Regions from separate parts of the Mus musculus genome. Here regions 2, 3 and 4 are each linked to region 1. Evidence: chromatin contacts called from public Hi-C and promoter capture Hi-C data. All regions are on one chromosome and are shown on one strand. Each heading gives the region's core, a stretch centred on a gene start, on an enhancer-like site or on the middle of the called end of the contact. The rest is flanking DNA. Distances are from core to core; before and after follow the strand shown.

Region 1 (3,553 bases), core at 402-2,901:
AGTCCTGCATTTCAACATCACTAGAAGTCCTGTGTGGCAAAGGTATTGGGATAATGTCTTTATAGCGCTGAACCTCATGTATGGCAGCATTGGTGTAGGGCATGTAGGCCTGGTGTACCATCTCTGTTCACCACACATGCTCTATGACCTTGTCAATTTCCTGTTGCATTCTTTCTGGAAGGACAGAATGACTTCAGCTAAGGAGCCCTAGGGGGTTTCCTTTGTCTCTCCACTACCTCTCTGATAAAGGCTGAGTCCATGGGAGATATATGGCCATCGTCCTTACTAGAGTCTGGCTTAAACTATTGCTGGGAGTTGCAAGTGTCCCAAGGAATCTTAAGGAGTGTGCCTCTACCCTCTTCCTCCTTTCATTCTAGCCCCAGTCAGGCTTACGCTGCACGTCCGGATTCAGGATTGTGAGTAGAAGGCCCCAGGTCAGAGTGACTGAACTCGCCACAATCCCAGTCCCAAACTGGTCAAGGACAACCAGAGATAGATTTGCATCATTGAAGCTACTCTCAAGGTTCCCCTTGGCCTAGGACACAGCAGGACAGCAGACTCTGTAGAGACTGGAATGCCCCATAATACCCTCCCAGTGACTTCAGGTGGTTACACTTCAGTGTCACTGGGTTAGTCACAGCACAATGGACACCACATCCCATAGTCTCTCACCTTCTCCCTCTCAGCCGAAAAGGCATCAGTCAGGGTACGAGGTAGCTGGTCAGGGTCCCAGGTCCCCTTGTGCTCAGTCACCAGCTTACCCACAATGGTGAGAAATGTCAATCACCCAGGGAAGACTTTGTCAGCCAACCCTGGGATGCTCAGGAGAATTTGGAATGTGTTCAGAACCTTTAACAGCCATAAAATATGCTTGGCTTTCCTGCTTCCTTTAATGAGCTGAGTAAATAAGATTTCTAGTAATAATATTCATTATTACTCCAATGTGTGTTGTGTATGCATGATGTGAGGAGAGCTATGGCCACAATAATGATGTTGAGGTTTGGGTTAAGCACACACAGTTAGTTCTCACCTTACTACATGGGTTGAGAAATGAAACTCAAGCACCATGCTTGCCAGGCAAGCTCCTTTACCCTCTGACCATTTCTCTGGCTCCTGTTGTGCATCCCCAGGTATGTTTGTGCAGGTGTGTGTGTGTGTGTGTGTGTGTGTGTGTGTGTGTGTGTGTGTGTGTCTGAGTGTCTTGCTCAGTGTTGTTCTCATATATCCTGGGAAAATGTTCTTAACAAGCTAAATCCCCAGCCTGATGATGCCTATTACCGTGGCATCTTATGTGTTAAGTTCATCAAAGGAATCACAGTAGATTTGACATCCCAGCTGTGACCTGGCAAGAGCCAGAAAACTGTCCTGGGCCCCCTTAGCATTTCATCACACATGAAAAAATTCTGGTTCCTTGACATGGGCAGTGCTGCCAGATAGGGACAGCAAAAAGAGATCCAAGCATCCATCCACAGCCCCTCTCTCCACTCAGTGCTGTGACTGACATGGTGCACTAGACTTTGCACCATGACTTGTCCTTGACAGCATCATACGGGACTTGATACTTGGCTGCTGCTTGCTCAAACTAGCCTGAACCCTGTTGTCACAACCAGATTTACCTCCTAAACTTTGATCCTCAAATCCTTTGCTCTAGAACGTTCCAGTGGATGTCAACAAAATTTGCTAAGCCTGTCTCCTGTTGGGGCTCAGATCCCTGTCTGACCTGTGGACTGACCTCCATTATGTGCTGCTACAGATATGATAACCTCAGTTACTAACCACCACTAAGTCATTCGCCTTGCACAGGCTGTGTGGCATGCTATGTAGGTCCACCTGCAGCAGGTTACGCTGCAAAGTCCATAGCACAGTGCCAGGTAGGTAGCAAGAAGTGCAGCACTTTTGCTGGTGCATCAGGTCCTGCAGTAATATGAAGATGACAGTCAATATGGCCACAGGCCACAAGCTAGTCCCAGTCAGCAGCTCCATAGCTGCCTCACTGCTGCCCAGGCTTCTTACAGACTAATGACAAACACTTAATATAACACCTAGGATCAGGAAGCCCCAAGCCTGGACACTGTCACCATATCAAAGAGTGCCAAGGTTGCCATTTGACCTCTGCTCCCAGCCACAATCCTGTTTTTGTTTGGCCAAGTGTTGGGAGGGGCCAGTGATGTTTAGTCTCTCCCAGGAGCTGATCATGCTTGCCTGAGCATGGTAGGTACACGACCAGTAGACCTCTCCTTCAAGATCGATGATCTGATTATTGTGTGCAAACAAACACCCTGTATGCTAAACTTGCAAAACTTTGGCGGGCTTGAGAACATTGCCTCACAGAGGAATGAGACCTAGTCCTTCATGGAGCACTTTGTTGGTAGGACATGAGGGATGACTGGCACCCAATTAATGGCTTCTGTGGGTGTGGGAGCAGTGGGAGGCTGTTTTCTGCAGTTGAGGGAAAGAGGCAGGAGCCACTATGGAGAGGGAATGGCAATAGGGGAAGAGAATTAGAGTAATGGTGGGTAAGTGAAGGCCAGTGAGTGAGGCAGCTGGAGCATGTGCCATCTTCATTACAGGTCTGTGCTCATCCAGTTGATCAGGTGGCAAGAAATACAACATGAGATTTCTCATACCCAGTCTATAGAAGCTGAAAATGGTCTGAGAATCTAGGGGTGCCACTAAGTTGGTTCAGGGACTTGTCACAATTTGGCCTCTGTCTCTTATTCACCCTTCATTTATTGGTCATTCATTCTCTCTTGTTAATAGTCTTCCACATGGGCATAGGTAAGGCAGATTTCTCTTCGGGCCAGAGGACTGTGGTCCATAGTGGTCCCCCTTTTCCATGGCACCAAGTTCTAAGACCACTCTAAGATGAAAGATAGTACTAAACTACAAAACATGGTGTAGGTTTTTCTGTGTTGGTGAAGGGAGTATACATGTGTCTTAGGATTTTACTGCTGTGAACAGACACCATGACCAAGGCAACTCATATAAGGAACAACATTTACTTGGGGCTGCCTTACTGGTTCAGAGGGTGTCTTAGGGTTTCTATTCCTGCACAAACATCATGACCAAGAAGCAGTTGGGGAGGAAAGGATTTATTCAGCTTACACTTCCACATTGCTGTTCATCACCAAGGAAGTCAGGACTGGAACTCAAGCAGGTCAGGAAGCAGGAGCTGATGCAGAGGCCATGGAGGGATGTTACTTACTGGCTTGCTTTCCCTGGCTTGCTCAGGTTGCTTTCTTATAGAACCCAAGACTACCAGCCCAGAGCTGGTACCACCTACAAGGGGCCCTTCCCCCTTGATCACTAATTGAGAAAATGCCCCACAGCTGGATCTCATGGAGGCACTTCCCCAACTGAAGCTCCTTTCTCTGTGATAACTCCAGCCTGTGTCAAGTTGACACAAAAAACCAGCCAGTACAGAGGGTTAGTCCATTATCATCAAGGTCGGTGCATGGAAGCATTTGGGCAGGCATGCTGCAGGCAGAGCTGAGAGTTCCACATCTTTACCCAAAAGCTCCTAGCAGAATACTGGCTCCCAGTCAGCTAGGAT
Region 2 (3,553 bases), core at 572-3,071, 370 kb after region 1:
TTTATAGCATAGAAGTGGCCAGGCCCACTGCCCCGAGCCACATACCTCTCCGACGAAGCCAGTGTCTTCTCCTAAGCTTTCCTTCAATGTTTTGAGCATCCTGTTGAAGAAAGGGTCTTCATACTCAAATCGACGAGCATAAATGAGGGAGGCGATCACGTTGCTCACAGCTTTACTTAGGAGGGGGCTGGGATTGAAGGGATGTTCTAGGATTGGAGATGCAAGCAAGTCATGATAGTGCTCTTCAGTCCCTGCTCACACTCTCCATCTCTAACATCACCCACCGGCCTCCTTGGTGAAAGCATCGCAGAGGTGGCCAGCCTCCTCTGTCACCCACTGCTCCAGTGATTTCTTGCCCAGGCCGAAGTCACGCAGGGTAGACACAGAAAATCGCCGCTGCTCTCGCCACTCGGGCCCGTAAGGTGCAAGGATCACACCTGCAGACATATCTGTGTGTAACTGAGGGCACCTAGCTATGTGGTCTCTTCTGTTCCCAACATTTCTCTGTGGTCAGTCTTAGCAGTCAGTGCCCAGCACTTTTCTAGCACATATTGGCACCTTGCATTCCTTAGGCTCCACCCTCCACCCCAGTGTTTTTCCCTTGCCTTGCCGGACCACATCATCTCCATTAGGTCTGTCTATCTTCTGCTCACCCCTCTCAAGCCCTACTCTCCCTGCCTTGCCCCCACTATAGAGCTTTGCCTTTTGATTTGTGCCCATAGCCTATGTGATTATAGATGGGCATTAGGGGGCGGTCAGAAGTGTCCTCTCCATAGGTCACCAGCAGTTCCCGCACTGCCTTCAGTCCGTTGACCACAACCACGGGCTTCCAGGCCATCTGTAGGCTGAACACATTGCCATAGCGGTTTTGAAGCTGAAATAGGACAGAGCACATAGGAAGTAGAGGTTTCCAGCAGAGTGGAAGATCAATACTCTTCATACAAGTCTCTGCTTCTCTCTCTCTCTCTCTCTCTCTCTCTCTCTCTCTCTCTCTCTCTCTCTCTGTGTGTGTGTGTGTGTGTGTGTGTGTGTGTGTGTGTGTGTGTCTGTGTCTGTGTCTGTGTCTGTGTCTGTGTCTGTGTCTGTGTCTGTGTCTGTGTCTGTGTCTGTACATACACATATATAGAACTTATTGAACCTTGTTCCTGACATATGCTGGGCAAATGCTCTATCACAGGCCTACATCCCTAGCCTATGGTTGGGGCACCTTGTTGCTTGGCAACCATATCTTCTCAATTTAACAAAGACCTCACAGCAAATATTATCATTCAGCTGTGACTCAGCCTGAACAAGATCCTTGGGTCCCTTCATACTCCACCATACAAGAAAAAATTCAGGTTCCTAAGATAGGCAGCGAGGCCTGAGACCACACAACAGGAAGAGACTATTACACACACACACACACACACACACACACACACACACACACTCCACTTTGTTTTCCCAACAACTCTTTTTTTCTCTTGGGGGCCATCTTCCTGTCTTTCCAGTGGCTTCAACACCTCCACGTGCTGCCTGGGTCACTCTGACTTCTTCTGTCCTCCACCACCACCTCTCTCACCTTGTAAAAGCTGTATGGTATGTTCTCGAAGTCCACCTGCAGCAGGTTTCCCAGCCCAGGGAATGGCACAGGGCCTGGTGGGTAGCAGGCAGTCCAGCGCTGGCGCCGGTGCACCAGGTCCACCAGAAGCAGGAAGATGGCTGTGAATATGACCACAGCCCATAAGTCATCTCCAACCAGCAGCCCCATGGCTGCCCTACTGCTTCCAGGCTTTTGAAGGAATACTCGTTCCAGAAACTTAGAATCAGGAAAGATCCTCTTATGATGGACTGGGAACCTGGTCCCTTATAAAGAGGGAGGAGGGGAAGGCTGCACTTTGTTCTCTGCCTTGAGCCAAGTAGCTGTGTTAATTAATGTTCAAACAGAGCCTATATGGGGGAAGGGGGTGTCAGAAAAATCAAGGGAAAGTCAACATCAGAGGTTCCTGCCCTTTCTTCTTTCCTGTGGTGCTTATCCAGGGGAGTGGCACTGATAGCTCCACAGAGAATTGCATAGTGGTTATATTGGGTTGGACACTGTAAGCACAGCGGGCACGTAGCCATGGACCCTGCCTCAGGGTGCAACGGTCATAGACTAATTTGCCACATGACCAGAGATCCGAGGGGACCGAAGACATTGTCTCAGAATGGAACAAGGCCTTTTGGAGGCTTCAGGGAACACTTGGCTAGTAGGATATGAGGTCTGACTGACACTATCAGTGGGCACTATCACTATGCAGCAATGGCCACTGAAGTGGCTTATGTGGCTAGCAGATGAGGGTGAGGGAGAGGCAGTGTAAGGAAGGAGGCTCCAGCCTGTGGAGCCTTGAGCACAGGTAGGAGGTCATTCAACTCTCAAGGAAGGCCAAATTCAAAACCTGGGGACTTCTTAGCTCTCACCCGAGAAAGCTGAAAGGCTGTCACCAACTGTCAATAGAATTCTGGGGAGGCCAGCTAGATGTCCATGTAGTTGTCACATGGGGACCACTATCTAATTTTATTCACTCTTGGCTTTTTGTTAGGTCAAGCCCTGTGCTAACAATCATCTTAAGAGGGATGGAGAGATGTCTTCCTCGTGTTACATGGGCGGTGTTTTTGAGATATTTGTGAATACTGCCAAACATGGGGGGATGGGGGGTAAGACCATCCTGGAGGCTCAAGGAGCACATTATTGTTAGGACACAAGTAACTTGCAGGTACTGCAAGACACAGCACCCGGCTATGACAGCAAGTGCCACTGTCTGGTTTTTGTGATGAGAGGCAGTGGGAAGAAGGGGGCTGCAGCTCCTGGAGTCTTGTGTTCAGCTTTGAGGTTACTTACTGGGTTGATTGGAGAGGCCAGACTCAGAACCTGGAAGCATCTTAGGTCAGATCTGAGAAAGCTGAGAAACTGTCAACAGTTGTTGAGAGTCCCAGAGGCCTGTAGGTTGGACCAAGTACTTATCACATGGTGGCCTCTGTCTCTTTTTCACCCTTGGTTTCTTGGTGGGTCAGTTGTTCCCCTGACAGTCTTCTACATGGATATAGGTAAAGCAGACCTTGTGCCAGAGGTCTGTGGGCTGGGTGGGGTAAAGGGTCCCTCCCCACACCCACACCCACACCCGTCTCGATGCATGTTCCTGCCTATTCCTTTTGGCCCTGCCCAGCTGAGTTATGGTACGGTAAGTCAGGAGCCAACACAGGTCATGGGTGGGAGATGGGAGGCAACTGAGACGCAGTTACTGAGAAGCTGAGGCAGGTAGGTTTCTTCTGGGATGACTGTGACTCTTGAGTGTCACCTTTGGAAAGCTTAGTTGGGGCAAAGCTTGGCCAGAGGTTGGCTAGTGTTGGTTACCCTTTCATTCCCGGATGCTTACTGTACCCCTCATGGTGTGAGGCACAGCAGGACTGTGGTCCATTAGCATAGGCTGTTACCTATGAAATCTCAAACCACAGAAACAATGCTTGAGATGATGCATGTAAAGAAATGTAAAATATTGAGAATATCCTGGATATTTTCTTTATTCCTAAAGTG
Region 3 (3,553 bases), core at 564-3,063, 320 kb after region 1:
TGTAGAGCTTTGCCATTGGCTCTGTCAGTCACTCCATACCATGTCTTACCCTTCCCTGTCTCTTACTTCATCTTACCCCAACAAAAATCCCCCTCCCTATGATCCAAACTTATATAAGCAAGAGGATGATGCCTAAAGTTGAGTTCCTGCTTAAAAAACACTCCCAACTCGGTGTGTTTCTTTTAGGCTGTCAACACCTGCCATCTAGCTCAGCCCTGGAGAATCCCTGGCTAGACTGGGGTCTCTCTCCCCTCTCCTGGATGTGCAGGCAAGGAGCGCCCAGGGGAGAGCATCTGGAATCCCAGTGGGTGAGTGAGGGCCTGTGTTGGGAAGGTACCTAGATCCCCCTTGATGAGTGAGTGGGGAGGTGCAGCTGGAGCACTGCCATCTTCAGTACAGGTCTGTAGTCAGCCAGTGGGTCAGGTCGCAAGACATACAACCTGAGATTTCTCAAACTCCGCCTGAGGAAGCTGAGAAATGGTCTGAGAATCTTGAGTGGCTACTATATTGGGCCAGGTTCTTGTCACATGCTGGCCTCTGTCTCTTATTCATCCTTTGGTTCTTGGTGGTTCGATCTCTCCTGCAAAAATCTTCCACAAGGACATAGGTAAGGCAGATTTCTCTTCAGTCCAGAAGCCTGTGGTCAGTCTGAGTTGCTTTGAGGAAAACAAAAAGATGACTCCTGAATCTTCCAACAGATTGTGCTTGTGTGCTGGGCACTGCTGTGCCACAGCACGTGCCAGCTCACCATTCACTAGGTTTAGCAAAGGCTCAGTCCCTGTTCTTGTTGGATCCAGACCTCTGAAGATCACAGGCTGAAAAGTCCTATTGGAATTCAGTCAGACTCTCTATGCTGCACCTTCAGTGTGGCAGAAAGGAGGCAAGGGCTGAGCTAAGACCACACCATGCAGCCCCACAGCACGAACTACACATGGGTCCCCCTCCTCTTTGCTGATCATGCCTCCCCTGCACTGACCACCTCTGTGGCAATGGAGCCTGTGGATGACTCCATGTTTATTGCTGTCCTGAAGCCTCTAATCCTGCTCCCACTTCCTGTCCATGATTCTTGCCCCTGTCCAGAGTAGTTCCCTAGAATGGCAACATAGCTTGGGACAGAGAAGTGTCTTTCTCAGGTCCCAATTTGGCCTGAAAGGAGAACTGCATGGCAGTCAGGACACCAGCATGCATCATGGCCAGAAAGGCGACTAGGGAGAAAACTTGCTGAGGTCACTGACAGACTCAGGCTGCTGGGTTCCTCCTGATTTCCTCCAGGACCCTTTCATTGTATGTTCTGGTGACTGATGCTTACACCTGCATGTCAGTGCTGGGACAACATGTTCAGCCTCTCATCTCTACATGTCTGTGTCATCTATGACATTAGCAAAGAGAAGCAGAGGTGATGACTGTGTGCTGGCCCCAGTGCAGTATGGGTTGACTCAGGCTGTATTTTCCTGCATGAAGTAAGTGAGCTCTAGTGAGGTAAGAGCATAGACAGGAGAGGGATCTAACATACTGTATGCTGTAATGGGTTTCCTCTCTTGTCTCCTGCTCTTGGGAGAGGACCTGGATGCTCTGCCTACCTTCTTCCTGATGGCACTGTTCATTCCCCTTCAGCCTCTGTCCATGACCTCTCACCCATGTGAACAACTGTGGTCTGTCAGGGTCATGTGACTTTAGGGGTCCTGGGGTTTGGATATTCATAGCAGTAGCACAGGTGTGGCATGTCCACAACAGGATGCTGAGTTCTGGATATTGTAGTCAGTGGGTCTCCCAGGTTTGTAATTCTCTGCAGTCATGTGTACAGATAATTGATTGCTGTCCTTTGGACTCTCTGGAAGAGGACAGATGGATCCTGGGCACATCTCTCCTGGACTCTGTCCTGTGCACTGTTTGTTTCCCTTTCTTGCCTTTGATCTGTCTCGTTTCACTGAAATGATGACCAAAGTGAGTTTAAGAGCCATCTCTAGGTCTTCTTTCTTCTCCTAAGCATTCTCAGAAGTAGGAAGTTACTCAGTAGGATGATTGTGACTCTTGCATGAAGACTTGGGAAAGCTTAGTTTGTCCAAAGGATGGCCAGGTTGGCTAGTGTTGGTTAGGATTTCATCTCAGAATGGATACTGTATCCCTCATGGTTTGAGGCCACAGTAAGACTGTGGTCCATTACCATGGTCTATTACCTATGAAATCTCAAACCAAGGATCAATGCTTCAGATAATTCACTTGGTATAAAACAAAATGGAAGTATTCAGAATCAACCTCATAGGCAATTCTGGGAGGAGTATTTTGTGTATTTCTAAAATGTACACAAAGAGAACTGCTGAGCAGGATCATGACACTGCACCAACCTCCATTTCCACCTCCCATGCTGAAGAAGTAGTTGGGGTTTGTAAAAACTGTTCTCAGATCCAAATAGAATTCTGGTCATTATGAACATAGTCTGATTGGCCCAAGCATCAAAAAACTAAAGCCAAACTGGGTTTTTGTAATAGGTAAAAACGTTCATGTCAAAGGTTACTTCCTAGCTGCTGGGTAAACAGGCTGCAACTCAGCCCAACATTCTGGGCTTTTGCTTTTGGAGCCACATAGTAGAAGGATTGCTCTAATTCCTTATGGTTAACAAATTCCCTCTTACCTCAGCAAACACACATGGAACACACACCCACACACACCTAGATGAAAAAAATACCAAATATTCTTTAAAAGGATTAATGTCAAAAGAGGAAAACAAACAAACCACGGGAGGAAGAAAACAATGCCAAACCAGAGGTCAAACAAGACAGTAAGAGTCAGAAATAAAATCATATATCAGGTATCTGTAGCAAGCATATAAGCAATGCTCACTGCCATTTATTATTAGGATAAGAATGCTATTACCTCACTTTGTGGTTAGATGAAAACAGCTCTGGAAACACAGGCTTCCAAGGGGCAGAGCTTGCAGAGCCTTTTGCATTCTTCATAGACTGTCAATTGACACTGAGGATAACAATACAGGAATTCCTCAACCAAACTACTAATGATATCAGCCAGGAGTTCCCCTTTGAGAATGCATACAGAGCCGGGCGTGGTGGCACATGCCTTTAATCCCAGAACTTGGGAGGCAGAGGCAGGTGGATTTCTGAGTTCGAGGACAGCCAGGGCTATACACAGAAACCCTGTCTGGAAAAACAAAAAACAAAAAAGAGAGAATGCATACAGAAGGAAAAGGAGGCTCCCAGAAGGGTCATTGGATATCTATGCCCACAGCTACATGGTTCAAAGGTGTCCAATGACAGAGTGGCAAACAAAAAAGGTACAGTAGTGGTCTTCTTTTCCATGGTACCATGCTCCAAGACCACTCTAAGATGACTAATAGAACTGAACCTCAAAGTATGCTGTAGCTTTTCCTATGGGGCTAAAGGAACATGTGACTTAGGTAGGGTTTTACTGCTGTGAACAGACACCGTGACCAAGGCAACTCTTATAAGGAATAATGTTTAATTGGGGCTACCTTACACGTTCAGAGGTGTAGTCCATTATCATTAAGAGGGGAACATGGGAGTGTCTGGGCAGGCAT
Region 4 (3,553 bases), core at 600-3,099, 280 kb after region 1:
CAGGAGGGACAAAGGATTGAGGGAACTCCCTGGGAGTGGAGATGCAGGTAAAAGTCAGAATATTGTCCACATCCATCACCCACCAGCCTGGACAGTGAAGGCATCACAGATGTGGCCAGCCTTCTCCATCACACACTGTTCCAGTGATTTCTTGCCCAGGCTGAAGTTACACAGGATAGACACAGAACCTCTGCTCTCGCCACTCACACCCTTAAGGTGCAAGGATCACACCTGCAGGTACGTCTATGTGTAACCAAGAATATCTGGGTGTGCTGCCCTCTCCCCCCTTCATTTCTCTTCTCTTCTGGGATCAGTGTCCCCCATAATCTCACACATTCCTCCCAAACACATCTCTACCATACTCGAGCATGATAAGGAGGGCCAATTGGATTTCAGTGGTTTTTTAAAAATCTTATCTAAATTACCTCCTGCATTATGCCCTGATCTTCTTCTGCTCAGTTTCCCATGTCTGGTTATGATCCCATCTCTGCTCCCAACACAGCGTTTTGCCTTTAGTTTTGGGCCCACAGACTATGTGATGAAAGATGGGTATTTCAGGCCACTCAGCAGTGCCCTCTCCACAGGACACCAGCAAATTCCCCCACCGCATTCAGTCCCTTGATCACGACCACAGGCTTGCTGATCATCTGCAGGCTGAACACATCACCACACCAATTTTGAAGCTGAAGTACAGGGACAGAGAACATAGGAATTAGAGGTCCCCAAAGGTCATGCAACCAGGCTCACTTAGCAAACATGGGCAAGGTGTGGAGTGTGCACATGTGGGTTCCAGTGTGTGTGCGTGCGTGCGTGCGTGCGTGCGTGCGTGCGTGCGTGTGTGTGTGTGTGTGTGTGTGTGTGTGTGTGTGTGTGTGTGGTTGTCTTGGTTGTTACTGAACTTTCGTTCTCATATATCCTGGGAAGATGATCTTACCTAAGCTCCATTCCTAGGATGAGGATGCCTACCACTGTGGCACCTTATATTTTAAGTTCAGCAAAGGAATCACTGTAGATATGACATACCAGGAGTGGCCTTACAAGAGCCAGAAAACTGTCTTGGAGTCCCTTAGCATTTCATCCCACATGAAAAATCTCTGGTTTTTTGAGATGGGGAGTGAGGCCAAAGAGCTCAAAGCAGACAAGAGGTTCAGGCTACCACAAGCCCTCTCTCCACTCAGTGTCCTGACTGACATGGTGGACTAGACTTTGCACCATGGTAAGGCCTCATCTTTGACCGGATCAAAGGGACTTGGGACCTCTATGACTGCTACACTGTCAAACCAGCCTGAAGCCTGTTGTCACATCCTGCTTTACCTCATGGACTTTGACCCACAAAATTTTTGCCCTAAAAATTCCCAATGCATGCCACAAAAGAAATTTCTAAGCCTGTGCTCGCAAGGGGGCCCAGATTCCTGTCTGACCTGTGGCTCAACTCCCACAATGTGCTGCAACAACTACCATAAACTCAGTTACCATCCATCACTAAGTTACTAACCTTGTATAAGTTGTATGTCATGTTATGTAGGTCTGCCTGCAGCAGGTTACCCAGCACAAGCCATGGCACGGGGCCCGGTGGGTAGCGAGACGTCCAGCATTGGAGCCTGTGCATCAGGTTCACCAGTAATATCAAGATGACAGTGAATATGGCCACAGGACAATCCAAGTCAGCAGCTCTATAGGTGCCCTGCTGCTGCTCAGAGTTCCTAGAGACCAAAGAACAACACTCAACATAACACCTAGGATCAGGAAGCCCCAAGCTTGGATCCTGAAGCCTTATAAAGGAGTGCCAGGGTTGCCCTTTGTCCTCTGTCTCCAGTTCCAATCCTCTGTTTTGTTTGGCCAAGGGTAGGGGGGACAGTGATATTTACTCCCTCCCACGAACTGGGCATGCTGGGCTGAGCATGGTCGAACATGTCCAGTAGACTTCTTCAAGATCGATGATCTGATCATTGTGTGCAAACAAACATCTTGTATGCAAAGTTTGAGAACATTGCCTCAGAGAGGAATGAGACCTAGTCTTTCACAGTGCATTTTTTATCAGGGCATGAAGGATGACTGGCATTCAGTCAATGGCTTTTATAGGTTTGTGAGCAGTGGGAAACTGTCTCCTCCTATAGGTGAGGGAATGGTAATAGCGGAACGTAGGAAATATACCTGTGGGTTAAGTGATGGCCAGTGGGGGAAGGCAACTGGAGCATGTGCCATATTCAGTACAGGTGTGTGGTCATCTAGTTGATCAGGGAGCCAAATGTACAACACGAGATTTCTCAGACCCAGTCAGAGGGAGCTGAGAAATGATCTGAGAATATTGGGAGGGGCACCAAGTTGGTACAGGGACTTGTCACATGCTGGTCTCTGCCTCTGATTCACCTTCTGTTTCTTGGTGGGTCAATGTCTCCCGGCAACAGTCTTTCACATGGATAGGTAGGGGAGCTATTTTCTCATATCAGAGGCCTATGGTCAGAGCCAACAGCAATGAGGAAAACAGAAAGATGACTCCTGAACCTTCTTGTTTGCCCAGCTGGGCACTGCTGGGCATGGATCATGCCAACTCAGCATTCACTAGGGTCAGGGAAGGCTCAGTCCCTGTCCTTGTTGGATCCAGACCTCTGAAGATCAAAGGCTTAGAAGTCCCAGTGGAATCCAGGCAGGCTCTCTCTGCTGCACCTTCAGAGTGGCAGAATGGAGGCAGAGGCTGAGCAGAGACCATGCCATGCAGCCCAACAGCAGAGACTACACATAGGTCTCCTCCTCTCTGCCAAAGATGTCACATCTGCAATGTCCACCTTTGTGTCACTGGAGCCTGTGGGTGATTCCATGCTCACTGCTGGTCTGAAGCCTCCATGTCTTCTTCCTCTTCCTGTCCTCAATTCTTGGCCCTGCCCAAGGAGTTCCCTAGAATGGTACCATAGGTTAGGACAGAGACAAGTGTCTTTCTCAAGAACCAAGTTGGCCTGAAAGGAAGCCTGCATGGTTGGCAGGACACCAGCATGGATCATCGTCAGAATGGGGATTAGCGAGGTAACTTGCTCAGGTCACTGAAAGACTCAAGATGCTGGGTCCTTCCCGGTTTGCTCCAGGACCCTTTCAGCGCAACTTCTGGTGCCTGATGATTAAACCTGCATGCCAGTGCTAGGACAAGATGTTCAGCCTCTTATCTCTACCTGTCTGTGTCATACATGAAATTATCAAAGAGAAGCAGCAATACTTACTGGGTGCTGGTCACAGTGGAAGATGGGCTGAATCAAGCTGATTTGTTTCTACATCAGGTAAGTGAGGCCTTGTGAGGTAAGTGCATAGACAGGTGAGGGATGCATACGCTGTCTGTTTAATGGGTTTCCTCACTATCTCCAGCTCTTGGAAGGGGACCTGAATGCTTTGTCAACCCTCTGCCTGCTGGCACTACCTACTTCCCTTCATCCTCAGTCCGTGTCTTCTGAGCCATGACAATAACTGTGGTCTGTCAGGATCATTTGTCTATAGGGGAAATCGGGTCTGGATATTTAAGTCAGCAGCATAGGTGTTCCATGCCCACAACAGGAAGCTGGGACTG

Evidence for each region. Promoter capture Hi-C pulls out the DNA fragments that hold promoters and counts their contacts. A called contact is a pair of places that touch in the nucleus more often than the background predicts.
Region 2: a promoter capture Hi-C map of liver shows a contact between it and region 1, with 3 times the contacts expected there. The contact joins the promoter of Cyp2d26 here to the enhancer-like site in region 1. A contact is called at or near these places in 21 of 39 promoter capture datasets (the 3T3-L1 cell line, 3T3-L1-derived adipocytes, the C10 cell line and 12 more), 4 of 484 Hi-C or Micro-C datasets (the G1E-ER4 cell line, liver, myocytes and 1 more) and 2 of 9 other capture datasets (adipose tissue and embryonic stem cells).
Region 3: a Hi-C map of liver shows a contact between it and region 1, with 3 times the contacts expected there. The contact joins two enhancer-like sites. A contact is called at or near these places in 2 of 484 Hi-C or Micro-C datasets (liver and nephron progenitors).
Region 4: a Hi-C map of liver shows a contact between it and region 1, with 2.5 times the contacts expected there. The contact joins two enhancer-like sites. A contact is called at or near these places in 2 of 39 promoter capture datasets (cranial neural crest and neural stem cells), 1 of 484 Hi-C or Micro-C datasets (liver) and 1 of 115 datasets of contacts at active chromatin or transcription factors (kidney).

Annotation. Positions count from the first base shown.
Region 1 is chr15:82,421,465-82,425,017 of GRCm38.p6, forward strand. It overlaps the pseudogene Gm19267. Among named protein-coding and RNA genes, the nearest start is that of Cyp2d10, 16 kb to the left of the region's middle. Within about 2 kb of position 1,652, at least 3 of the 459 cell types and tissues checked have an H3K27ac peak or open chromatin away from gene starts, as enhancers often do. A contact at or near this core is called in liver, where this site is marked.
Region 2 is chr15:82,792,424-82,795,976 of GRCm38.p6, forward strand. Cyp2d26 (cytochrome P450, family 2, subfamily d, polypeptide 26) reads right to left here and starts at 1,822. Exons shown (of 9, transcript NM_029562.2): 1 at 1,562-1,822; 2 at 703-874; 3 at 285-437; 4 at 46-206. The coding sequence starts at 1,750.
Region 3 is chr15:82,745,853-82,749,405 of GRCm38.p6, forward strand. No RefSeq gene overlaps it. Among named protein-coding and RNA genes, the nearest start is that of Cyp2d40, 16 kb to the right of the region's middle. Within about 2 kb of position 1,814, at least 3 of the 459 cell types and tissues checked have an H3K27ac peak or open chromatin away from gene starts, as enhancers often do. A contact at or near this core is called in liver, where this site is marked.
Region 4 is chr15:82,705,617-82,709,169 of GRCm38.p6, forward strand. It overlaps the pseudogene Cyp2d38-ps. Among named protein-coding and RNA genes, the nearest start is that of Cyp2d40, 57 kb to the right of the region's middle. Within about 2 kb of position 1,850, at least 2 of the 459 cell types and tissues checked have an H3K27ac peak or open chromatin away from gene starts, as enhancers often do. A contact at or near this core is called in liver, where this site is marked.